Regions from separate parts of the Mus musculus genome. Here region 1 is linked to region 2. A link is a contact called in public HiChIP or PLAC-seq data. All regions are on one chromosome and are shown on one strand. Each heading gives the region's core, a stretch centred on a gene start, on an enhancer-like site or on the middle of the called end of the contact. The rest is flanking DNA. Distances are from core to core; before and after follow the strand shown. Region 1 overlaps Gm46120 (predicted gene, 46120). Region 2 overlaps Adam10 (a disintegrin and metallopeptidase domain 10).

Evidence for each region. HiChIP or PLAC-seq counts read pairs in DNA pulled down with a chosen protein or histone mark.
Region 1: a RAD21 HiChIP or PLAC-seq map of pro-B cells shows a contact between it and region 2, with 5 times the contacts expected there. The contact joins two enhancer-like sites. A contact is called at or near these places in 2 of 15 datasets of contacts at CTCF or cohesin (large pre-B cells and pro-B cells), 3 of 484 Hi-C or Micro-C datasets (bone marrow-derived macrophages, cortical neurons and nephron progenitors), 3 of 115 datasets of contacts at active chromatin or transcription factors (heart atrium, large pre-B cells and neural progenitor cells) and 3 of 9 other capture datasets (adipose tissue, liver and pancreatic islet).

The regions. Positions count from the first base shown.
Region 1 is chr9:71,072,017-71,074,745 of GRCm38.p6, forward strand. The region is part of intron 1 of Gm46120 (predicted gene, 46120); the gene reads left to right. Among named protein-coding and RNA genes, the nearest start is that of Gm46120, 4.2 kb to the left of the region's middle. Within about 2 kb of position 1,320, at least 13 of the 459 cell types and tissues checked have an H3K27ac peak or open chromatin away from gene starts, as enhancers often do. A contact at or near this core is called in pro-B cells, where this site is marked.
Region 2 is chr9:70,759,781-70,762,480 of GRCm38.p6, forward strand. It overlaps Adam10 (a disintegrin and metallopeptidase domain 10), which reads left to right. Exons shown (of 16, transcript NM_007399.4): 10 at 1,803-1,986. Among named protein-coding and RNA genes, the nearest start is that of Adam10, 82 kb to the left of the region's middle. Within about 2 kb of position 1,406, at least 106 of the 459 cell types and tissues checked have an H3K27ac peak or open chromatin away from gene starts, as enhancers often do. A contact at or near this core is called in pro-B cells, where this site is marked.

The DNA.
Region 1 (2,729 bases), core at 70-2,569, 310 kb after region 2:
CGCTTACTGTCTGTTCCCTCTCCTGGTTTCCGTGCTGCCCTTCCTCCTGCTCCAGTCTCCTAGAGGCACACAAGATAGCTCGGCCAGCCAGGTGTCTCACGTCACCATGGCCAGCATCTGCTGTACTCCTGGAGGGTTTGGAGGTGGCTCAAAACTGATCTTGGCTTTTGAGGACACCACACATCCTCCTGTTCTCTCCATCATAAGCAGGTGGCAGGTGTGCACTGCAGGATATGTGAGTAGCGTCACGCCTGACAACAGGGACTGGAGAAAGAATACTTGTGCTGAAGAAAAGCTTAATTATGACTGAGCCCGACTACATGAGAGAATACAGGAAATGGATATAATATATAATGAATGTAGCCTGCTCGGGAAAGCAATTCCAAAAATTATGTTAACATTCTCATCTTCCCCCAGGGGCTGCCCCTTTTCAAGTTATCTTATTTCCCTCTCTCTGAATTATGAGCCTGGATGGTTACTCTGCTTCTGATTCAAAGTCACAAACTATCTGTGCCTTCCTGCAGAGATGTGAGAGGTGAGCTACTTCTTCAGCTGGGCTGATAGATCCTTCCAGAAGCTTCAGCTGCTGCCCTTGCTCACAGGTCCGACCTCTTGTCACCTGGGTGAGGCTGACTCTTTCTAGTCTCCTTGTCACTGGGAAGCCTCACGTGGGGTGGAGGGGGCCCAGAGGTCAGTTTCAGCCTCTCAAGGTGTTGACGGGGTGAACCAGAGACTTCTCGGTGGTCCTGTCTGCTTGCTGGTGCGATGAGCCACGTGGTCCTCATTGCCTCTGTACCAGCCCATGCTTATGTCACCACTGTGTTCCCTGCGGCTTGCTAAGCAGCAAGGACACACACTGGGGGGGGGGGGGGGGGCTGGGAGTGCTTCAGTATGCAGAGTTTGTGAGGCTCGCCCAGATGGAGTGGCCCTTGCATTTCTTCTGCTAATGGAAAAGAAATGAAGGTCTTGAAGAAAGGGTTTGAAATAGTCATTTTTTAAAATTTTCTCTGCACAGGTGTGAAACAGGGTTGGGCATCCTGGGATAGATGGCTGCCTCCCAAAGCCTTCTTACCACCATCCTTCAAATTCTTTTCATTGCTCTTTATATTATATCATATTACATGTATTTTTTATTTTTTATTTTTATTTATTTTTTGCTTCAAGACAGGGTATCCTGCAGCCCCAGCTGACCTCAAACTGTACGCTACCAGAGATGACCTTGGTTTTCTGATCTTTATTCAGATGGACCACAGAGCTCTGTGCCGTGAGGCTAGCACTCTACCGACAGGAACACACCCTTAACCCTCACCACAGGAAGTGGATATAATGAATACAGACTTCTCGGGGAAGCAATTCAGAAAATTATGTTAACATTCTCATCTTCCCCCAGGGGCTGCCCTTTTAAAAGCTTTGCTGGTAGAGAAAATTATCTGGACAGGGGCCTAGCTTGAAACTGGGCTTTGGAACTTTTTTGTCCAACATAATTGAGAGATTTTTGAGGGTTTCACCCTTAAGCAGCCTACGGATTGAGTGATTTATTTATATATTTTTGCCAAAGATATTTGTGCTAAAAAGAAGCACTGAGAGACCAAAAGGGAAAGATTCTCCCATGCTCTAATGTGTAAAACCCGTGCAAAAACCTTTAAAATTGTTGTGCCTTAAGCTTGCTTGCATCATACTATTCCAGCAAATGCTCTAGCAAGGCAAGGAGCAAGAATCTATGATTACAAATTGTCCCAACAACTGGAGTGGGGGCTCACTCAGTTGCCTGCCTGTGGCTTCTGCTTCCCTACCTGGGCTGCTCTGTCTAGCCTCAGTAGGAAAGGATGCGCCTAGTCTTGCGACTAATCACTTGAGGTGCCAGGGTGTGTTGGTCCCCTGGGAGGGACCTCCCCCTTCTCAGAGGTGAAGGGGGTTTGGGGAAAGATCTGGGGGGAGGGAAACTGAAAGGAGATGTGGGGTTGCAACTGGGATGTAAAGTGAATAAATCAATTAATTAATGGGGGGAAAGCCCACAAATTTGGGTTCCCCACTGTTTGAAGCCATATCTGTCACAGACCACAGCACTCTGTCACCACCTGGTGGTAGCATAGGCTCCTTCCACCGAGTGTGCCCTGTGTGTGTGTGTGTGTGTGTGTGTGTGTGTGTGTGTGTGTGTGTGTGTGTGTACAGGTAGAGTTTGTGACTTTGAATCAGGAGCAGAACGACCATATGGATTCATATCATAACACACATGTTCATGAAGAGAAACTGAATCTTAGAAAACAAATTGTAAATATATAAATTTGTCTCATATGATACTATTGCCCTTACTTAGAATATATGATCCGTCTGGGGCAAAACTATTTTATATAATATTACATCCCATCTCATGGAAAGCTTCAAACTTACAAAGTGAGTCTCAAAAGTAATTGAATATCTTAAAAAGATATGAATGTTATAAGCAGACGTTATAAAGAACATGATTTGTAAAAATATCAATGTATAGAATGTATTATAATAATAATCAAGTAGAACATGTAGGAGATGTTTTAATCAGATGTGACCCATTATGCCCATTATAATGTTGAGTTCCAGTTAGTAGGCATAATGTTTAGTTACCTTGTGGGCTATTTTTGGAAGATTTATTTTTATTTATGTGTATTATATGTGCTTATATGTTTACATGTATACATTCTTGCAGCTGCACAAGGAGCCCAGAGGCAGGCATCAGCTGTCCTGGATCTGGA
Region 2 (2,700 bases), core at 156-2,655:
AGAATGTAACTCCTTGCCAAGTTAGGGACAATGTTTATTCCGTCTGTATCAGTTTGTATATTTTAGCACTTCCATGTATAACAAGCTACTCATTAGAAGGCAATATTCAATGCCTTCTAACATAGCTACTGTTTCTTTGATCACATTAACAGCCATTCAGTATTGGAACTTTTCTTTCTGTTTCTCAATTTGAATGATGAGATTGTTGCTAGTACCATACTTAATAAAAAACCAAATTGTAAGGAGCAGAAGCATAAAGCAAGGTAATATACAGAGCAAGTAGTTTCCAGAGGCTGAATCTAGGCTCAGGAGAAAAGCAGGGCAGTATCAGGAAGAGTAGGATGTGAGACATCTGATGAGGAAATGTAAAATCAGAGTGACTTGGTATTATTGTTTGTTCGTAAAGAGTTAGGTTTTTGGGTATTCAAACTAAGGTCAAGTTAAATACAACTGCTATTCTAATGTCCAACATTTTTTCCCTTTAGAATAATGAATACCTTAATTACTTGAGGACATTTTGAGGTTTCTTTCGGGTGTGTGTTGTGTGTGTATTGAGGGTATTTTGTGTGTGGTACATGCACCTGAGTATTCACCTTTGTATGTACACACACAGATGTCAGAGAAGGATGTTGAATGTCTTCTTCTTACTTACTCTTGGGACAATTAGCCTTGAGTGATGCTCTCTGAACCAGAAGCTTTGGGCTCGACGAGTCATCTAATGAGCTCTTGGTATCTGTCTCTGAATTCTAGTGATGAGGTTGTTGCAAAAAAAGCACAGTCATGTCTGGCTTTAAATTTTTTTCTTAAAATTGTTATTACATTTTGTGTGTGTATGTGTGTGTGTGTTCATGTTCATTTGTATGCCACAGCCTGTGAGTGGAGGTCAGAGGACAACTACTTGCATTTGGGTCCTGGGATCAAATTGAAGTTGTCAAGCTTGGTGACATCTTGTACCACTGAGCCATCTTTCTGCTCCTGGGCCTGGATTTATGTGGGTCCTGGAGTTTTGAACAGAGGTCCACTTGCATATACATCAAGTGTTCTTCCCCATGAAGCCATCTAACAAACCCTGGCGTTGTTGTTTTAGTGCATATGTGCGAGGAAAGCAGGTGCTTCCTTAGCCCAGCTTTGAAAGTGTTTTTCCTTTATGAAGATTCAGGGAGCTCTTGCTTTGGTCTTTCTTATGCCTCTGGTACCTGGATAAATTACCAGAATCCAAACCACGTCTGTGCAGGTGCTCATATACAGAACTCTGTCTCCTGTAAAGCAATGTTTTGATCCCATGCCTTGGGTTTTCTTAGTCTTATTTTAAAGTAAAACTTGTGTTTGACTCCAATCAGCATTTTGCGTGGCTGTCTTTTGCGCCAACTCACAAGGAAGTGTCACTGCCTTGAGTTCTTACTCTGCCTTCCTCAGCACTGGTCTTGGGTTTCATTTTCACTTCTGCCTTCCTGAACCAGTTTGAACATGTACTTACCATGCATTTTAATGAATGTGAATCCATATTATTACGGCCACCCATAAAAGCTTCTTCTTAGTAATCTCTATGACGATGTATGTTCAGTTCTAGTCCCTAATTACAAAGCTCTAAGTTTATGTTTAGACTTTCAGTTTTCCTCTGTGCTGCAACAGTGGCCCCATAGAGCAAGTGTTTATCCTAACTCTGATCCTAGACAGTTGTTAGATTCTTCTTCAAGGAAAGTATGTGACTTCTACTGTTCTTCTGATGAGAAAGTTCCACATAAGCAGGTGACTGGGCAATTTTACTTCCTACTAATGTAACACCATATTCTGTTTGGCAGCATGATTCTGGAACAGAGTGTACTCCAGGAGAGTCTAAGAACTTAGGACAAAAAGAAAATGGCAATTACATCATGTATGCAAGAGCAACATCTGGGGACAAACTTAACAACAACAAATTTTCACTCTGCAGCATTAGAAACATAAGCCAAGTGCTTGAGAAGAAGAGGAACAACTGTTTTGTTGGTATGTATATTTTCCAACATTTTAATTAACTTTTTCTTCTACATTTGTGCATGTGCACACAAGCCACAGCAGGTATGTGGAGGTCAGAGGACAATTTGATGGAGTCAGTTCTCCCCCTTCACCATGTGGTTCTGACAACTGAACGCAGCTTGTCAAGCTTGGTGGTAAGCACCTTTCCCCTGAGTCATCTTCCCAGCCCAAAATATTTATAGTCAAAAAATATGTAAGAGGCCACTCAGTTCCCGCCTGTGTTTTCCAGTTAACACTTTGCAAAAAGTATTTGCTTTATCAAATACTTAGGAATTCATTTGCCCCTTTGAAAGTAAGTATCAGATAGCAGAGTGTTTTACTTCTAAACGCTTTTAGCTTATATCTCATTAGCTAGAGTTCAATCTTGTTTGAGGTTCTTTTCTCTTCCCTCCTCCTTCTCTCCCTTCCTTCCTTTCTTTAATAGGTGAACTGCACAGTTTTATATATATATAATTTCATTCATAATACATACATGCCTTGCTGCATGTGTGACATTTGCACTTACTGTACAATGAGCAATTCCCCAAGCCTCTTATCCTCCCTTTCTGCACTGTCTCCTCTTGTTAGTTCCCTTGTTTCCTAGATAATTTTGCTTCTGCTTTCATGTCATATATCTGTGCATGGTTTTATGGATCTGTATAAACCCTATAAACAAGAAGACATCATGATACTTGTCTTTGTGAC